Regions from separate parts of the Mus musculus genome. Here regions 2, 3 and 4 are each linked to region 1. A link is a contact called in public HiCAR-type and promoter capture Hi-C data. All regions are on one chromosome and are shown on one strand. Each heading gives the region's core, a stretch centred on a gene start, on an enhancer-like site or on the middle of the called end of the contact. The rest is flanking DNA. Distances are from core to core; before and after follow the strand shown.

Region 1 (2,811 bases), core at 217-2,716:
CTACACAGAGAGACCCTGTCTCAAAAAACCAAAATTAATAAATAAATAATAGAAAACATGCACCTTGGATTCCTAGAAAGTGGAAAGTGATACCATACATATTGGGTTTAAATGTTATAATCTATTTTTATCTGAATGCACAACACCTAATTTAAGCATTCCAAATAGCCTTGACTTTAAAACGATCGGCCTTTCCTAGCCCCATTCTGTTACTAGTTTCTGCTATGAAATACCTAAGACCCTCTGGGCAGAACAAAGTTCAGTACTCTGGTAACTGTTAACAGTGTGTCCAGGGACCTGGAGAGATGGCTTAGTAGTTAAGAGCACTGACTGCTCTTCCAAAGGTTTAATTCCCAGCAACCACATGGTGACTCACAACCATCCATAATGAGATCTGAATCCCTCTTCTAGAGTGTCTGAAGATAGCTACAGTGTAATCCTATAATAAATAATTAAATCTTTATAAAACAAAACAAAACAGTGTGTCCAACCTTCTGTGACACACCACTGTCCTTTACAAAGGCCACATTCAGAAGAACAATCGGGCTGTTCTGGTTAGGGTGCCTGTCAGCCAATCCTGCCAGACTGCGATCAATCCCCAGGATCCACGGAGAAGAAGGAAGGAGGTGACTCCTGCAAGTTGTCCTCGGATGGCCACACCCACGGGGGAAGGGCTTACACACACAGAGGGAAATATATGAACAAAAGATATTTGTAAAAAGAAGTCTCAAGTCTGAGGTTTAAGAGTTTTGTGATGGGCTTTCACAACGTTCCTGGGGACCATGTGGGCTACAGATTGGATGTTAATGTCACAGGTTTACCTAGAGATCCTTTTGGGAGACGACTGCACACTCAGAAAACACTCTGAAATCCTGTTGGTAAGTGAAACTTAGCGACATTTAATACTATTGATTCCTTAGAATTTCGTTGACATTTTCTTTCAGATTTAATGGCATCAATTTCTGGAGGGGTGGCTATTTTATGATTAAAATTATTTTTTGGGTTTGGAAGTTCACTGATCTATTAAGTCAACCTTATGATCCAGTTTTTAGTTCTTTATATCCAAATACATTATTGTTGATTCTTAAAAATATTCTGTTTTTAAGTTTGTGTGTGTGTAGGTTTGTACACATGAACACATTGTACATGAACACAGGCGCCTGAGTCCAGAAGAGGGTGTAGGGATCACTGGAGTTAGAATTACAGGCGTTGGTGACCTGCGCAATAAATATCTGGAGACTGTACTCCAAAGATAAGAGCATGGAGTAACCAGTGATCGATTCTTTTCTTTCTTTTTTAAATTTCGACACGGGCTTCTCGAACTCACAAACCTCCTTCCTCGGCCCTAGTGATGAGATTACATGCTGTGAATACATATACCACACTATTCACTTAAAGTGGTTATTAACAGCTTCAGAATATTTTTAAGGCTGAAGACAATTTTATAATGATTTTTTACCCTCTAGCATCATCATAACAAGTAAAAGACACCTTGGGGGAGTATTTTAAAACTGTATGTGTCTGCAACGAAAAGAGTGCACAACAACTTGAACTATTCAGGGCCAACCACAACCTCAAACTGGGGGCTCACAAGAGTGAGCCCATCGTCGCCGGAAGTGAGCTCGGAAGTAGCGCTTTCCTGCCCGCAGCCTTCTGGGACTTGTAGTTCGAATCCTCGATGATGCTCGGGAGTCCTGCGTTACCAGGTGTGGGTTCTACCTACAAGAGGTGAGCAGAGCTGGGCTGCCCCAGGGGTGGGCAGCGGTGTCCTGGTCCAAACTAGGGGGCATTACCACTCGGAGCCAGGCTCCGAGGCTGGGAAGGCTCCTTGCGGCTGCGATCCCACGTGCTAGCAGCCACGGTAACCCCCAAACCCCCAGTAACACCCCGTGCACCAGGCCACCCTCACGGAGGGCCAGGCCCCTGCAGCAGAGCAAACCGCAGCTCCGTAGACACCCTCCTCTTGCTTGACCAAGTTCTGACCTGGGTGGGTCCAATGATGATGTTGCTGGACATCAGGAGACCATGAGAGAGGCTCCTAGAAGAGACCCCTAAGAGTACTAAGGTTTCCGCTGCACAGCCCTCCCCTCTGCGACCTAGAAACCAGTCAGATTTCTGAGAGGACGGTCTGGCAAGGGATACTGGGTAGCTGTAATGCACGCAGTGAGAAGATGCACAGAACCTGAGAACACCCACTCCAGAACTTCAGTATTGAAATAGGTTGGTCTGAGGAGATGGGCATGTCAGAACTACCCTAGGCAGAATCTGCCCCTCCCTGAAAATATGACCATGCTTCAGGTGACTTGCAGTTTCTTTCACCAAAAATGCCTCATCTCTGAGCTAGATACAGCTTTTCTTTCTTAGAACAAACTAGGAAATCAGCATTGAGTATTTGCCTAGAGTGAGGTCCTTGTGGTCTTTCTCTTTATTGCCAAGCTTCATTGTGAGATTGGTATTTTATACAAGGGAACGAGAGCATTTGGGACCTTACAATATGTATCTAGCAAACGGTATCAACTGGTTCAGCATTGGGTCTGCTGACCCGGAAGTTCTATGTTAATTCTCACTACACTGCCTTGCCACCTTGTGAAGTACTCAAAACATCCAACCAAGCTCTTCTGAAAGGCTCTATGGAGCATTTTCTCCCTGTAGTCTGGAAGTCGGCTCTCCTATCGTACATTTCACTCGGTGTATGTTCCACGAGTTACTCTTCGTTGTTAAGACCAAAATATCTTGGGTAATGAGTTTGTAAAGAGCAAAGATTTGTCTGCTCAAAGTTCCATCGTTTTAGTCTGTCATTACTTGACTCAG
Region 2 (2,811 bases), core at 187-2,686, 2.2 Mb before region 1:
ACCCTGACGTCTGTCTTCCTGCACCCCACATTTACTAGCTGCTCCCCCAAATCATCCCAACTCCCGCAGGCTATGCCTCTGAGCCTTGGTGCCAGCTGTTCCCTCCGCCGACAATGTCCTCCCCTCTGCCTCACCTGGCGGAACAGTCCTTCAAACTCCGCGCAGAAGCAAGCAAGGAACCTCAGGGCTTCTCGACTCTGCACCTAACTGTTCTAAATCCCAAGAACACTTGGGAAAACAAGCCTTATCACCTCCGGTTGTTTTCACGCCCCAGGAGCTGAGTCTCCAACGACCCCACAGGACGCATTGCAGGCATTCAGACGTGCCCTGAATTCATTCCCCACTTCTATACACAGACCTGGCCCATTCCCCAGGACCCAGTTACGTCTCAACCGGGAAAGAAGAGATTCGACTGTCCCTCCTAACAAAGAATGAAAACCAGAGGCACACCCTGGGCCCTGGAGAGAGAACAATGAATGAACACGGTCACCTCGTTTGTGTCCCAACTCTGCATCCATGCACCGGCTCTGCAAAAGCCTGGGAGGTTGTCGCTTCACACAAAAGGCAGCCTGGCTCCCGATCGCGAGCATCCCGGGCCACCCATTTGGAAGCCCCAGGCGAGGTCGCAAGCCTTTGAGGCGGGACCCTGACCGGTTTCTCTCGCTGCCTTCCCCGATTCCTCTTGTCTTCCCTAAAAGGGTGTCACTTAAGCGAAGCAGCCCGAGAGGAGGTGCAAGGCCGGGCTCCCCCCACTTCTGCAGCCCGAGAGAAAAAAGAACGAGCCCATCCCAGTGACAACACAGTCACTGGGCAGCTCTGGGAGGATTTTTTTTCCCCCATTGCCAAAATATGAGGAATGCTCGCTGGGCACCGGAGTGGCGCTGGCACGTTTCCGAGAAACACTGGGAAATCTGAGCAGGGGTGTGGAAACTGGCTCGCCGGCCATGACACCCGGCCCGCGCCCGGCCCGCCACCAGGATGACAGCGGCCTGGCCGACCCTGCGCCCCACGGTCGCACCGTCAGCCCTGTGGCCTACCTGAGGGAGCCGGGCAGTGCCGGGTCCCGTCGTGCAGCGGCAGCGGTGGTTGAGAGAACGCGTTGGTTGCGGTCACATTCGGCGTGTCCCCAGCCCGGGGGACGGGGCCCCGGGGAGGCCCCGCATCGCTGCACTAGCGCCCCGCGCCTCAGGGCACGCGCCCCAAAGCTCGGCCAGCTGGCCCGTCCGAGGGCCTGCGGAGAACAACAGAGAAGCCTTCCCGCCTCAAGTCCGCTCGGCTCTAACTCCCGCCATCCAAGATGGCGGCACCAGCACCCGCGAAGAAGACGCTCTCAGGCTATCCCGGGCGAGCTAGCCCTGCGCTCGACACTCGTCTCCACGACCTGCGGCGCCGCCGGGCTCACTGCCTCTGCGCGAGCTCCTGGGCTCGGCAGTCCGCTTAAAACTCGGCTCGGGGATCTATCGCTCGAGCCTGGAATGTGGCCCCGCCTCCGGGGGCGTGGCCTCGCGGTCCTGCGGCCGCCATTTCGGGGTTGACTCCGTGGTAGCAGAGTGACTGTTTCTGGTTGGAGGCCAGTGGTATTGGGCTGCAGCCGCGGTCCGGCCACCCGCGAGGCCCTCAGCGGGCCAGACGCGCCTGGTGACACACGGCACAGGGCTCCAGCTCTGGTGCTTCCTCTCCGAAGTTGACATCCGTGGAGAATGGCGGCCTAGGGGTTTTGTGGGAAAGCCCTCATGCTATGTGAAACCTCAGGTTCCTCATTTGTAGATGGAGTGTTCGCTGTAGTACACCAAGTTGACCAAAAACTAAAAGTATGGTGTTGCACACCTGTAATGCCAGCGCTTGGAAAGTGAGGGCAAGAGGGTCGGGAGTTCACGGTCATATGAGCTGCATGAGACCCTGTCTCAAAAAAGAAAAAAAAATTAAAATTGATGCGACAATATGGCCCACCGTAAACTGAAGCCTGTTGTGCGTCTTCGTACAGCCCCCGTGGAATAGACACCTGGAGGGCAATGTGTATTGTCAATTGTGCTTTTTTTTTTTTTTCCCCTCTTTGAAATAGGTTCTCAATTTTATTTATTTATTGTGGTTTTTCGAGACAGGGTTTCTTTGTCTAACAGCCCTGTCTGTCCTGGAACTCACTTTGTAAACCAGGCTGGCCTCGAGCTCAAAGAGATCGCTCTGCCTCTGCCTCTTGAGTGCTGGGATTAAAAGCATGTGCCAGATTCCCTCTTAATTTGAGGCTGGCCTCAGACTCTGGTTCTCCTACCTCTGTGTAAGTATTTTCCAAGTAGCCATTTGGGGACCCGCAAGGTGACTCAGAGAGTAAAAAGTGTGCAGAGTAAAACCTGATGGAAGAGAGAACAGGCTCCTGAAAGTTATCCTCTGACCTCCATTCGAACCCGGTGCTACGTGCGCAACCTGCAACCGCATTTACAAATACACAGACAAGTTTTTTTTTGTTTTTTTTAAGTAACCATTTATAAGTAAACATCTTTTGGCATTTAGTGCGTTCACAGTATTGTGTAACCACAACTTTGGTTCCAAAACATTTCCATTACTCTGAAATAAAATTACCCACTAAGCAGTTTAGTTTCTCACTAGCTCCCACCCAGAGCAACCACCAATACTCATTTTGCTACTACAGACCTGACTTCTAGATTATCTTGTGTGCGTGGATACTTATAAAGTATGGGGCCCTTTATGATTTAAGTCTTTTCACTTAGCCTGTTTCCGAGTTCATCTGTAACACATGTGTGCTAATACTTCACTCCTCTTTAGAGCTAAACTATTTCATCAGAAGTTTACACC
Region 3 (2,811 bases), core at 193-2,692, 2.1 Mb before region 1:
TGTCTGCCTGGCATGCACAGGGCCCTGGGCTCCATCCCTAGCACTTGCACTGGAATTTCAACATCATCTTCCATTGCAATTAAGTAGGGAGGAGGGATCAGTTAACTGCTGAACTGCTGGGTGTGCATGCCCATCCAGCCAACAGGTGATCTGCAGGCCCAGAGAGAGGTCTTAGCAGTTGAGAGCACTGGCTGCTCTTCCAGAGGTTCAATTCCATGCATGCATGTGCCTGGTGTGCAGACAAAACCCCAAAGATCTTTAAAATACAGGGTCAGGGTGCAGAGATGACTTAAAAGTGCCTGCTGTCAGACAAACTAAATCTGACCTGGACCCACAAGACAGGAAGGAGAGAATCAACTCCTTAAAGTGATTCTCCCTGCCCTTCAAACGCATAAATATAAAACAAAGTGTCATCTTTAAAATGAACTTTTTAAAATGCAGAGACAAGCGATAACGAGAAATGTGTGCTCAGGTCTTAACCCCCACCCCAGAACCACATACCTTAATTTTCACATATCGGTCTGACTGGTGCCTGATGAACTTCTTGGTCCTCTTTTTGACGATCTTGGGCTTCACCAGAGGCCGGAGGGCAGCCATGATGCCTTTTGACAAAAGTCAGACCCAAGTTAGTAAAGAAACTGGGAGGTGGGGCTGCGTCTCAGGCCTTCAGTGAGTAATGTTGCAGAGTGTCTTCCAATCACCAGCTACCGAGCAAACTGGGAATGGAATGGGTACCTCTGCTAGGCTTGCTCTCCCTCTTGCTTCCGAAGCTGGAAGAATACTAGCTACTCTCCAGACGCGATCCCAAGAGGTCAGTGGTTCATCTCACCCACTCCGAACCTCAAAGAACCGCAACCGATCTTACAGAACCCCAGCCAGGTCTCTCTGGTGGCGAAGGAGCGGCAAATCCCGCTCCACTAAGCTTCGTTATGTTTGAAGTGTTGCGCCCTTAAATACGCAAAGCCACCATGCACTCCTAACACGCCACCAGTCCGTCTGTCCCTCCCGGTCGTCTCAGAGCACCAACCAAAGGGTGCCTTCTCTGCTCCCCGCGCAGACAACCTGCTCCGCCGGGCTTGCGCTTCAGAAAGCATTTCTGCTCACTGGCGAGCGGCGGCAGCTCCCTGACTTAAGATTTCGGATTCGCCGCAGAAAAAGGCTGCTAACAAGCTAAGCAGAAAGCGGCGGGTGCCGTCCGAAACTCTCGGGCCGCATGGCAGCAAGCCCGCCCTGGCCGATGCCGGCCCCCGGGCAGACTCCGGAGCAGCGCCAGTGGCCAGGCCCGCGCGCGCTCGCCACTACCACGCTGGTGCGGAGGCCGCCGCCGAGGCCTCCCCACCCGGAGACGGGGTCCCGTCGAAGCCGCGGGCGGCGGATGGCCGCCGATACAGACTCACCGTAAAACAGATGGCAGCCACCTCGTAGGCAGCGCCGAGGAAGAAGGAAGAGGCGGCGGCGGCGCGCAAGGTATGATGGGACGGAGTCTTAGGTCCTGGCAGAGAAAAGGGAAGCACTTCCGGCTCTGGGTCCTCTAAAGAAAACTAAGATGTGCCTGAGAAATGATACTGAAAAAAACCCTAGTGGACTAGTGTTCTGTAGTAGACATTAACATCTTAGAGTGAACTAAAATTTATTTTTCTCTTGGGACTACTTAAGAAATTTGGGTTTTTTGTTTTTTTTTGAGCTAAGACCTGCTAGGTGGGCATTTATTTCCGCCCTAAGTGGAAGCCCAATAGCTTTTTAAATTGTTGGTTCCCGAGGGTGCCTCCTTGAGGCTGGGAGGTAGCAAAACAGAGACTCTTCGAAGATCCTTAGGCGGTTGGTTGAGCAAATGTCCTAAAACTTCCTAATATACAGATGTGCAAACCCCTGCTTATGAAGTGCTACTGAGCCTCCTCGCGACTTCTGTATGTTTAAATCTTCTCTACTTATGGTATGTACCTAATGTATTAATAAGTGATGGGTTAGCCGGGCGGTGGTGGCTCATGCCTTTAATCCCCGCACTTGGGAGGCAGAGGCAGGCGGGTTTCTGAGTTCGAGGCCAGCCTGAGCTACAGAGAGGGTTCCAGGACAGCCAGAGCTACACAGAGAAACCCTGTTTCGGAAAAAAAAAAGTGATAGGTTGATAATATTGCTAAGAAAATAGTCTATTGGCTGGGTGTGGTGGTGCACATTTTTTAATAACAGCACTTGGGAAGCAGAGGTAGGTCGAGTTTAGTCTATTTTGCTTATCTTTTGTTTTACAGATCATTGTGAAAACTCTATAATCTTAGGAGGAAATAAAACCAAACCTGAGCTGGGGAGGTGGCTTGGTGGAGCACTGTTGCTCTTTCAGAGGACTGGCATTTAGTTCCCAGGAACCAAGCGTTGCTTCACAACCTTGTTAACACCAGCCCTAGGGGATCAGATGCCCTTTTCTGTAGGCGCTACATGCATGTGGTACATACTCATACATGCAGGCAAAACACTCAATCACATAGAATAAATCTCATTTTTTAAAGATTTATGTATATGAGCACACTGTAGCTGTCTTCAGACACACCAGAAGAGGGCATCAGATCCCATTACAGATGGTTGTGAGTCACCATGTGGTTAGGAATTGAACCCAGGACCTCTGGAAGAGCAATCAGTGTTCTTAACTGCTGAGCCATCTCTCCAGGCCCCACCCCAGTCCCACCCTTTGTTTTGTTTTGTTTTGTTTTAAGACAGGGTTTCTCTGTGTAAGCCTGACTGTGGTCGAATTCACTCTGTAGACCAGGCTGGCTGGAGATCTTCCTGTCTCTGCCTCCCAAGTGCTGAGATGTAAGGTGT
Region 4 (2,811 bases), core at 176-2,675, 2.0 Mb before region 1:
ATTTATGAGCACCATGAAGGTGCTGAGGCCTGAATGGACTTAGATCCCCTGGAGCCAAGTTATAGATGGATGTGAGCCTCTGCTGTGGGTGCTGGGAACCAAACCCAGGTCCTACAGAAGAGCAGTAAGTGCTTTAAACAATTGAACTATCTCTCCAGTGTTTAGTACAGTGTATTTTAATCACTAAACTATACATTTTAAAAGTGAGGGGTTGGAGAGATAGCTCAGTGGTTAAGAGCACATATTCCAGGAGACTCCGTACCCACATCAGGCAGCTTATAACACCCTGCCTGCAACTCCAGCGCCAGTGAACCTGACACCTCCTCTGGTCTCCACCAACACCTACGTATATAGACAAACACATAAAGAAAAAAAAGTGGGTCTCTAGAGAGACCTTCTAACCCAACCTACTTTCTACAAATAGGGAAATAGGGACACTAAGCAAGACCTAGAGACTAACCACAATTAGAACCATGGCATTCTTAGATGGAATTTGGCGTTAGGTATCAGCTAGAAGGATCTTATAGGGAGACAAGGTAACTGAAACCTGAGGGAATCCCTACAAAACTGTTAGGTTAACAAAATGGGTCAAAACCCCAGCTCGCTACTTATTATTAGCTGATCTTCCAAAGAGAAAGTCACTTTGAGCTCAAAATCTCCGTTCTCCATCTGTAAAAAGGAAGTAGCATTAAAAAAAAAAAAGTTTTGTTGTTTGCTTTTGAGCCGGGAATCTTATGTACCATAGGCTAGCTTTGAACCCACGACGTACCAGAGACTCATCTTCAACTTCTGATCCTCCTGCCTCCACAGGCAGACGCCGCCAAGCCCGGATATTCGGTGCTGTCGCTCGAACCCTCGGCTTTGTGTTTACTACGTAAACACTACCAACTTAGTTAAATGCCCAGCCCTTAAAAGTGTTTGAGCGCCCAAGTTTTGGGACATGCAAATACGTGCATCATTTTAGCCCGGACACAACAGTAGCTTCCTCTGTGACTTGTCATAGGGCTATTTCTGAGGGTCCCTTCCGGCCCAGGCTAACCTGCTTGCATCACAAAACCTCCCTTGTCCTCCAAGCTCCCCAGTCAGTTCGGCCAAGGAATCGGGTACACCCTAGTCTTGTTCCCACAGGGCGACAGCTCTAGGTGCCACCTTGTGTTAAAGGTTAGGAAGACCCACACAAGAGCGACTCCTCTGAGGCCCGAGAGAGGTTTAATAACTTGCCAGCGATCCCAAGGCGGGTCTGGAACTAGGCTCTCTCCACGGACTCTGTTGTCCCCAAGGTTTGGGCTCTCCATCCCTGCTGCTTTGGTCCACTGGGGCGCAGCTGCAGCTCCAGGCCGAGAGGTGGAGTAAAACACAACTCAAACCACTGAGCCGAATCCAAACACCGACGTGAAAGTCAATCAACCCACACAGCAGCCTTCCCGCCACCGCTTCAGCTACAGATGCCACAGCCAGGGTCCCGCCAATCAAACCCTCTGTCGTCAAGACTCCCCGCCCCACCCACCTTTCCGGACCAATCGCTCGTGTCATACTTACGCTTCCGCCTCCTGCGTCCCTACGCGCCCGGCGCTTCGGCGGAGGAGGTGGGCTCCCTTTTGTACATGCGCACTTGGAGCTTTGGGAAACTCATGCGCGGTTCATTGCGCATGTGCGTTGCTAAGGGTAGCGCAGGTAGCTGAAGTGGTTTGTGGAAAGAAGCCTGTTGCTGCCGAGGCTGGGAGGAGGGGCCCGAAGCGTGAGGGAAACGGCGATGAGGGCCGTGTTGACGTGGAGAGACAAAGCGGAGCAGTGGTGAGGAGCGGGAACTTCGGGGATGGCGGGGAGGCGGCAGGAACCGGCGCATTGCCATGGCAACGGGCCTGCGGCCTGGACCGAGGACTCTGATTCCGTGCCTTCAACTTCCCAATGGAAGAGAAGCTGAGATTCCTGGAGGGGCATAGGGATCATCTGAGGGAGGCTGGAGCAGTTTATACGTCATCATCATCCAATTTCACTTCTCTCTTCTCAAAATTCCTCACCCACCAGTGTTTTCTCAGCTTCCTAACCATCCTCAAAGTGCCCACACTTTTGTTTATCTGACATTCTTTAAATTTCTCCTGTTTTTGTTGGTTTGTTTTTGAGATAGAGCCTCACTTTAAAGCTCTGGTTGGTCTGGAATGCACTATGTTGACCAAGCTGGCGTTGAACTCACAAAGATACATATGCTTCTAGCTCCCCAGTGCCGGGATTAAAAATTTTCGAGCAGGAACAAACAAAACGGTGTGAGTAACTTGCATCTCGGTTCTGAGCATTTCCACCTGAGCTGAGATCTACTGTGTCTGAAACAGGACATTTCCATGTACGGTCAGAGAAACATGTAAGATGCGATCAAGTCAAGACATCTCTTGATTGGGAAGTTTGAGGAGTATTTTCAAAATTAGTACTTAAGAGTGAGCTTAATTTAAAGCTTAATTTTAAATACTGAGGATTAAGGCTTAGTATTTAAGAGCACTTTGGATAAGTTCCAGGACAGTCAAGTCTACACATAGAAACCCTGTCTTTAAAAACAAAAACAAACGAACAAAAAAGAAAAAGAAAAAAATATATAGTAAAAAAAAATATTGGGCTGGAGAGATGGCTCAGAGGTTGAGAGAACTGTCTGCTCTTCAAGCGGTTCTGAGTTCAAGTCTCAGCAACCACATGATGGCTCACAACCATCTATAATGACATCTGGTGCCCTCTTCTGGCCAGCAGGTGTATATGCAGGAAGAATGCTGTATACATGATAAATAAATCTTTAAAAAAAAATCAAAAAGTGTTTTAAAAAGA

Evidence for each region. Promoter capture Hi-C pulls out the DNA fragments that hold promoters and counts their contacts. HiCAR-type assays count read pairs that join an accessible place to other places.
Region 2: a contact with region 1 is called in a promoter capture Hi-C map of pre-B cells, with 6 times the contacts expected there. The contact joins the promoter of Raf1 here to the promoter of Zfp239 in region 1. A contact is called at or near these places in 4 of 39 promoter capture datasets (the C10 cell line, embryonic stem cells, hippocampal neurons and 1 more) and 1 of 115 datasets of contacts at active chromatin or transcription factors (large pre-B cells).
Region 3: a HiCAR-type map of astrocytes shows a contact between it and region 1, with 2.7 times the contacts expected there. The contact joins the promoter of Rpl32 here to the promoter of Zfp239 in region 1. A contact is called at or near these places in 5 of 39 promoter capture datasets (the C10 cell line, embryonic stem cells, hippocampal neurons and 2 more) and 1 of 115 datasets of contacts at active chromatin or transcription factors (astrocytes).
Region 4: a contact with region 1 is called in a promoter capture Hi-C map of pre-B cells. The contact joins the promoter of Mbd4 here to the promoter of Zfp239 in region 1. A contact is called at or near these places in 6 of 39 promoter capture datasets (the 3T3-L1 cell line, the C10 cell line, cranial neural crest and 3 more), 4 of 115 datasets of contacts at active chromatin or transcription factors (astrocytes, embryonic stem cells, extraembryonic endoderm stem cells and 1 more) and 1 of 9 other capture datasets (adipose tissue).

Annotation. Positions count from the first base shown.
Region 1 is chr6:117,861,415-117,864,225 of GRCm38.p6, forward strand. It overlaps Zfp239 (zinc finger protein 239), which reads left to right and starts at 1,467. Exons shown (of 4, transcript NM_001001792.2): 1 at 1,467-1,728.
Region 2 is chr6:115,675,199-115,678,009 of GRCm38.p6, forward strand. Raf1 (v-raf-leukemia viral oncogene 1) reads right to left here and starts at 1,437. Exons shown (of 17, transcript NM_029780.4): 1 at 1,038-1,437. D830050J10Rik (RIKEN cDNA D830050J10 gene) reads left to right here and starts at 770. Exons shown (of 1, transcript NR_152134.1): 1 at 770-2,811.
Region 3 is chr6:115,807,301-115,810,111 of GRCm38.p6, forward strand. It overlaps Rpl32 (ribosomal protein L32), which reads right to left and starts at 1,443. Exons shown (of 4, transcript NM_172086.2): 1 at 1,398-1,443; 2 at 502-602. The coding sequence starts at 597. It overlaps Snora7a (small nucleolar RNA, H/ACA box 7A), which reads right to left and starts at 803; the gene lies at 675-803.
Region 4 is chr6:115,851,916-115,854,726 of GRCm38.p6, forward strand. Mbd4 (methyl-CpG binding domain protein 4) reads right to left here and starts at 1,426. Exons shown (of 8, transcript NM_010774.2): 1 at 1,222-1,426. The coding sequence starts at 1,295. Ift122 (intraflagellar transport 122) reads left to right here and starts at 1,613. Exons shown (of 29, transcript NM_001167763.1): 1 at 1,613-1,794. The coding sequence starts at 1,754.